Regions from separate parts of the Zea mays genome. Here region 1 is linked to region 2. The links are chromatin contacts, called in public Hi-C maps. All regions are on one chromosome and are shown on one strand. Each heading gives the region's core, a stretch centred on a gene start, on an enhancer-like site or on the middle of the called end of the contact. The rest is flanking DNA. Distances are from core to core; before and after follow the strand shown. Region 1 holds the start of LOC542663 (cinnamyl alcohol dehydrogenase). Region 2 holds the start of LOC103626746 (glycerophosphodiester phosphodiesterase GDPDL7).

What was found. Hi-C and Micro-C count contacts between places; a contact is called where the count stands out from the background.
Region 1: a Hi-C map of tassel shows a contact between it and region 2, with 3 times the contacts expected there. The contact joins the promoter of LOC542663 here to the promoter of LOC103626746 in region 2. A contact is called at or near these places in 3 of 25 Hi-C or Micro-C datasets (ear, leaf and tassel).

The regions. Positions count from the first base shown.
Region 1 is chr5:101,210,231-101,213,871 of Zm-B73-REFERENCE-NAM-5.0, forward strand. LOC542663 (cinnamyl alcohol dehydrogenase) reads right to left here and starts at 1,458. Exons shown (of 4, transcript NM_001112184.2): 1 at 1,223-1,458; 2 at 1-64. The coding sequence starts at 1,311.
Region 2 is chr5:100,664,903-100,668,242 of Zm-B73-REFERENCE-NAM-5.0, forward strand. It overlaps LOC103626746 (glycerophosphodiester phosphodiesterase GDPDL7), which reads right to left and starts at 1,535. Exons shown (of 10, transcript XM_008647124.2): 1 at 1,425-1,535; 2 at 1,029-1,149; 3 at 606-902; 4 at 375-484; 5 at 1-300. The coding sequence starts at 1,131.

The DNA of each region.
Region 1 (3,641 bases), core at 208-2,707, 550 kb after region 2:
GATGTCCGTGTGGCAGATCCCGCAGTAGAGCACCTTCACCACCACATCTTCAGGGCCTGTGTTCCTGTTGTCACCACCACAACACATCCCATATGAAAAAGAGACAAGTGTTAGTTTTTTTTTCTTGCCGAAGACTAGCACCATGTAGAATTATGCATATATGAATCGCGCCACAGTTGTACGTTGGATAGTGCTAGTAGTCGTCGATGGCATGAGAAATAATAATAAAAGGGTAATCGGTATTATTACTGCGAGTACAAATGGATGGTGATCGCGACAGGCGGTAGGTAGCTGCAGATATCAGTAGTTACGTATCTTACCTACAAGTTCACACGCTGCTGGGTCTGTACGAGACGTCAAGCACGTGCAGTGCTGTGCAGGAGCAGTACCCATATATTAATGTTCGAAACAAAATGCCATGTAGAAGAGAAGCATACGTGCAGTGTACGCTCGCCCAACCTGCTCTGCTTGTGTGCTATCTTGTCCAGTATCCGTATTTGGCATATGCATGTGCACTATCTAGAGTTGGACCGCAAGAAGTTGAAGACGTATCATATATGCATGATGCAACACAGCGCATAATGCTCTTGTTGTGGACTAAGGGGGTGTTTGGTTACACCCTGCTAAAATTTAGTCTCTGTCCCATCGAATGTTTGAACCTCTGTTCCGGGTATTAAATGTAGTCGGATTATAAAACTAATTTGTCAGCCGAAGATTAAAAGACGAGACGAATCTAGTCTAGTTGGTTGGGTCTATATTTCATACTCCTATTTAAAAGTAAAACGCTTGATGTGACCCGGACTAAACTTTAGCAGGAGCAACCAAACACCCCCTAAAACATATCGTACGCGTATAGATAATAATAACTGCAACGAATCAGGTACTCCCATATATGCAACAGACTAACAGAGTGCTCCCCCAAATTAAAACCCGCCGCCGCTACGCTACGTACGTACTCCTAGTCATCTTCCGTTGCAAGTTGATCGAAAATATGCCCCAAGTCCCTTTTTATTTTTCATCAAAAAAAACATCAATCAAATTTTCTGTTCTTCCCGAGAACTCGGAGAACTACTGGAGGAGGCGCGTGCAGAAACTAACCGTCTCTCGTCCTCCTGGATCCATCCATTTGCGTGTTTGCAAAAGGGCGGAGACAGTCGGACATATACAGACGGGAGGGACTGGAGGAGAGGACAAACACGAGGGCGCCGGCGCGGCGTAGTACCTGAGGGTGTAGGAGTAGGGGGAGAGGTGTCCGGTGGCGTCCCTGGCGGCCCACCCGACCACCTTCCTCTCGGACGCCAGGCTCCCCATTCGATTCGGGATCGGCGCGGCGGGGACGACGACGACGGAGCGGGTGGCGGGCGATGGAGACGAGCCCGCACCAGGTGGTGTAGCTAGCCTTCGTCGGAGTTGGGAAAGAAAGCCGCGCGAGCGCCGGGTAGTGCGATCTTTCTGGGTAAGGAAAAGATGCTTGAGCAGGGTGCGTGCTATATAGTGGCTGCGAGCTCGATCGGCACTGTGCAAAGTGGCAACTCCTCCGCTCCAGGCTACCTGTACCTACTACCTTTCCAGCATGATCTTCTGTGCCCGCTGCAGGAGAAAATCAGTACTCCCTCCGGTTTCCTATTAGTTGTCGTTTAGGACAACGACACGGTCTCCAAAATATAACTTTGACCAATATTTTTTGTTAAAATACAAATGAACTCTTAATACATTTATACTTTTATAAAAGTACGTTTTATAACAAATTGGTGCATATAAATATTAGGTTCCAAAACTAAATAACAAAATAGTTATTTGTAGTCAAAATTTTATAAGTTTGACTCGAACTTTATTCAAAACGATAACTAATAGGAAACCAGAGGAAGTAAGACTTTCGTCTTTCGAGGAGGTCTACCAAACGGGAAGAAGCCAAGCCCTTCTAAAATAGACCCGGCTTCTCTGAAATTAATGTCTTTAGACAGGAAATACAAAAAGAATACGTTATACGTACCAAAATGATCCAATAACTGTGATTCCACTGGCTGGAAATTGTACACAACTCGGACGATACCAAACGCATGGGCGTGGCTTCACGATGCTAGCTAGCTAGCTAGCTAGGTCAATGAAGAAAAATACAAGTCACGGGTCCTTAGACCGTGTCCATAAATCCACTAATGTCGTCACATAAAACACTTCACAATATAAACTATGAAAGTTGATTTTAAATATGGGGATTAATCGAGATGCTGGAAATAGTCTTATGGGTTGAGAAATTGGGTAAGTGCATTTCCACTCGACTACGAGGTGTGTGACAAATTGTCACCCAAGTGCCGAGTGGTCGCTGATGTTTCAATCCAACTGTTAAAAGGTTAAACCATGACGCGTGCGGTAGTAGTAGTATCGGTATTCAACTATTCACGTAAGCGGCATCATTGGTATGGTAAATTGAGGCACATATGTCGTTTAGGCCCCGATTAAATTGGCCATTTAAACAATAAGAAGTGGTGTACACGATCTAAACGAAACAGACATAAGAAAGATTGGACCGGGCAACCAAACAATTCATTCATAATTTAACCAATAGGAGGATCCCATCCACCATACTCCGGCTGGCAACCAACTAATTGGCATCTCAGTATATTAAAGGGGATAGGATGATTTAGTTTCATTTGCCCGCTTTTTTTAAAAAAAATACACTTACATACATATCATTGGGCTATCTGAGGAGCTTCAGCTTCTCGGAAGAAAATCTCATCAAAGGCTTTTATAATGTCATCTCATTCATGCTACAATTAGGAGAGTTTCTCTATTTGCGCTAAGAGCTGGAGCTAAAAATGTGCTTCATTTATATTCTAGTGAAGATAATAGAGAATCGATTTTCACCAGCTCTTCACTCTGCTTTCTCCTAGAAATCAAATGTAACGTAGCTCTCCTCAACGGGCCCATATGTCTTTGCTAGCATATTCGATTTTCTTTAACATGGATAAGTTATAAGTATATATGCATATTTTAGCGATACTTTACAATAACAGTACTAGCTACTATTATTGACGAGAGTTTGAACATAATTATAGGCAAGAGAGTTGACATCGTGCATTCCGTGCAAGGGAGGGAGAAGTAGTAGGTGCTGTTTGCTCAGCAATCAGAATCGCACATTTCCTGGCGGGTTTGATTTGTTAGTACAGTTTGCATGGGACCAAATCAAGAGAAGACAACGCGAAAGGGATGCGGAAGCGGGGGTCGTTGGGCCTGGGTGTGGGTGTGGTAGGTGAGCGGGGCCCGCAGGATCTGACGTCAAGGCTATGTCACCGTTGGAACAACTCAAAGCCCTCTCTTCAGATACCGAAAATGCCCGGCCCGGCTAATTTAGGGAGTACATTAATTACTGGTTTTTTTATTAAACAAGTCATTAACGTTGGCTGCCTTGACCTGGATCCAAATATATCAGCGATTAAATAGCTGTCCCTGTCTATCTAAATGCAATTAACTTCTAGCAGGACGATTCCAACAAATAACTAGCTATTAACTTCTAATAGAATAATAGTTATCAGCTGTTTTCTATTGGCTGCATTTTCCTTTTATACAAGATATATTTATACTATCATTAATCTTTTATGCATGAAGTGTTAGTTATATTTTGGGCTTGATCCATATAAATA
Region 2 (3,340 bases), core at 285-2,784:
CAGGTACTGATCCTTTTTCAGCGGCCAGATGTATGTCTTGGGCACAAGAATCCCAGCCGCGAATGCCTTGATGGATTTCAGATCTTTCAGGAGTTCCCCATATGTCTTCTTGGTCGAAGGCTCCTCGACGTTTTCATTGAGGAACCGGAAGATGAGCTTTGTCTTGGCTTTCTTGAGCTTCCCAGCCAAGCTTTTCAGGAATTCAACCTCCGGGGAGGAGATGTAAGAGAGGCTATCTTTTGGCAGTTCTAATATATAATCTTCGCTACTTAATTTGTGCTCCAAAAAGAACGAATTGTACTGCAAAAGTGAACACGTTGGGGCAAAAGAAGAAGAAGAGGGAAGGCTCGTGAACTGACTGGAATCACATTTACCTGTACATTAAGCCATATTTGAGGGGGGTGGAGTTCAACAACATCATCAAGCGTGTACATCCCCAAGGAGTCATCAAATGTGCTTGGGCGCGAGAAGATGTTTTGGATCACTGAGGGGATTACCAACCAAAGCAAAGCAAAGCAAAGCATGTCATCAAGCCAGTGCAAGTTCTGACAGGAAACTAGTGCTTCAAAATGGTAGGTTCCATCTTAATTAATCGGACTGCTCACATGTGATGTTCTGAACCAGCTGCTCCGCGGTAAAATCTAGAGAGAACCAGCCATGGACGTCCTCTCCGAGCAGTTTGTATGTTCTCTCCATCTTGGGGAACCTCTCGGAGACAGTCGTCGAGTTATCCAGGGTCAACCCTGTTTTGCAGAAGCCTATATGGTCGCTTGAGAATTGTAGATCACATAACAGAACGACGTCAGGCAAGCTGGCAGTCAAGGCAAACTGGTAGGCAAACTGGCTCGAGTCAGGAAACACGCCAGAGAATCCTCCTCGAGCTATGACTAGAGGGGGACCGCCTGTAGGGTGATAGCAACAGCATTAGCAGCTGCAATTGTAACAACAAAAAATGTTTGAGGCAAATGCTGATTGATTGAAGAAAAAAACAACAAGAAATGTATAAAAAACATATGTATATGTGATACCGCTCAGAGTCTGCCATTTCGGCCCTGCTGGAGATTTCAAAGCAGCATTGGCTCCACGAAGCAGCAAGAGGATCAAAAACATGTGAGGATAGCTTGCTCCCATCTGGTCAGGAGGAGCACCCTGCATCGCAGACAGCTTTGTGAGCTCCTGGAAAGTGCAGTAACAAGTAGTAATTTGCTACCTCCTCGTTTGAGGGGAAAGAGAGCCATCAGGTACTTCAGGAATTCAGACAAAACAAAAACGTAGGCAGAGGAAAAGAATCTTTTTTAAAAAAAAGATCGGAAAGAAGCCTAAGCCTACTACTAACGTTGAACGAACATGATTAATTGGTTAAGGAATTTCAGACAAATCCAAGCAAAAGTTGAAACGCGGAGATTTTCAGGAGACAAACATACCTCACATGAAACTCCAGGAAGAAAATTGTGAGAAGCTGTTCTCCGGCCCCACCGAGGCTAAGGCCCGCATGCAACTCTATATCAGAAGATTGTGGAGAGGAGGCAAGGGAGGACGGAGGTTTCCAGGCGAAGAAAAAACCTGCTAAAATTAGATGGCTCCTGAACGATGGCCACAATTCATCAGGCTTAATTTAGAGCTCCAACTCACAAAAATAACTCTTTACATTAGGTTCCTTTTTCCGCCGCCAAGGAGAAACCGGGAGCCGTGATGTATATCATCCATGTGGCCGTTTTTCACGCTTGAAACACTAGCCATTGCTTTTACTGTTGTAACCGATGGCATGTTCATGTAACAGCATCTCTGAATAACTCTTGTATTAATTATCAACCCGTTTCCTGCCTCCACGCCGTGTTTCACGGAGCAGATGCTGGCTTTGCATTTCGACGCGTGGCGCTGGCGCTGCGTGTACCTCTTTCGCAAGAGAGAAATAAAAACACGGGCCACGCCGGAGGAAGAGGAGGAGCTCCAACAGCGCGATCCTCTGGAGGACGAGGCCACGCCGTTTTCAAGATGGAAACAACGCGACATGCTTTGCTTTGGTAATCCCTCAGTGATCCTGCTTATACTCCAAAAAAAAACTATACTTCAAAATGCTGACTCTGTGTCGCGCTGTTTGGAGCTCCTCCTGTGCCGCCGACCCCTTCTCGTCGCCGTCGCGGGGCCGGGGCCAGGGCCACGCTCCGCTCTGCGTGCTGCCTCTTTTGGGTGTGTTAATACTAATAAATAAACTAAAGCACATAGCTCATAGCTGCACTTATTTCCTTTTTTTTCTTAATTCTGGAGACCCGAGAATACAATAGACTAGGGTCTACGGCAGAGCCGTGCATATAGTTGCCCAAATCAGTGGCCCGGCCCGGCCCGACACGACACGGGCCCGTTAGGCCCGATGGCTAATCGAGCTATGCCCGACCGGCCCACATGCCATGGCCCAGGCACGGCACGCGGGTCTGGTAGGCGTGCCGGGTCGACCCGTTATCCTGTCTACGATGTATAATTAAACCAGGAAAATATCAAAAAATAGCGCGGACAGAAAAATACTACATGAAGAAGGCTAACCAGTAGAACTCTAGTGTCTTTGTTGTAAATAACGAATATATATATATATACACTATGTTTTGTAAAATAAAAAAAATATAATCGTGTCGGGCCGGACCAACACTACTGGCCTAGGCAGCGGCCCAAGCATGGCTCGGCTATCATGCCAAACCCGGTCCGGCATTATTAAAAAGGTCGTGCTTCGAGCTAGCCCGTCATACACGACCCATTTGGCCATCTCTAGCCGTGCCAGCAATTTCTAGGGCATGTACCAACCTCTAGAACAAGATCTATCTTACTAAGGTAAAAACTGCAATGATTCATAGAAACATGAGATTGCTAGTTGGTTTTCTATGCCATGAAACTGCCAAGTTCAAATATCGCTGATGCATTTTACTCAATATAAATTAAACAAATTTATTTAATTAATAAAGAATAATCTTTAAATAAGACTATTCAATTCATATTTTATATATTTATATACTAACAAAGAATAATAACGAGTCAACGATCACTTTAATCCCTAATCACTGCTGGCTGGATTGGTTTTGTGCATATATATTGTTGTTGTCCTAGTCTATCTAATTAGATCAAGAATTCAAAATTACGAAGGATGCGCGTGAGACGTACACGATTGAAATCAAGAGATCAATTACTTGTCATGGTGGGCCTTCAATAATATAATTATATGGAACATAATATTAATATTTAAAGGCCCCTGGAATTTGGGGCTTGTACTATGGCACATCCTGCACGTGACTCGGAGAGGCACGGACCTGGTCTAGGGACTAGAGAGAGGTCATGTTTGGGATCAGTGAGG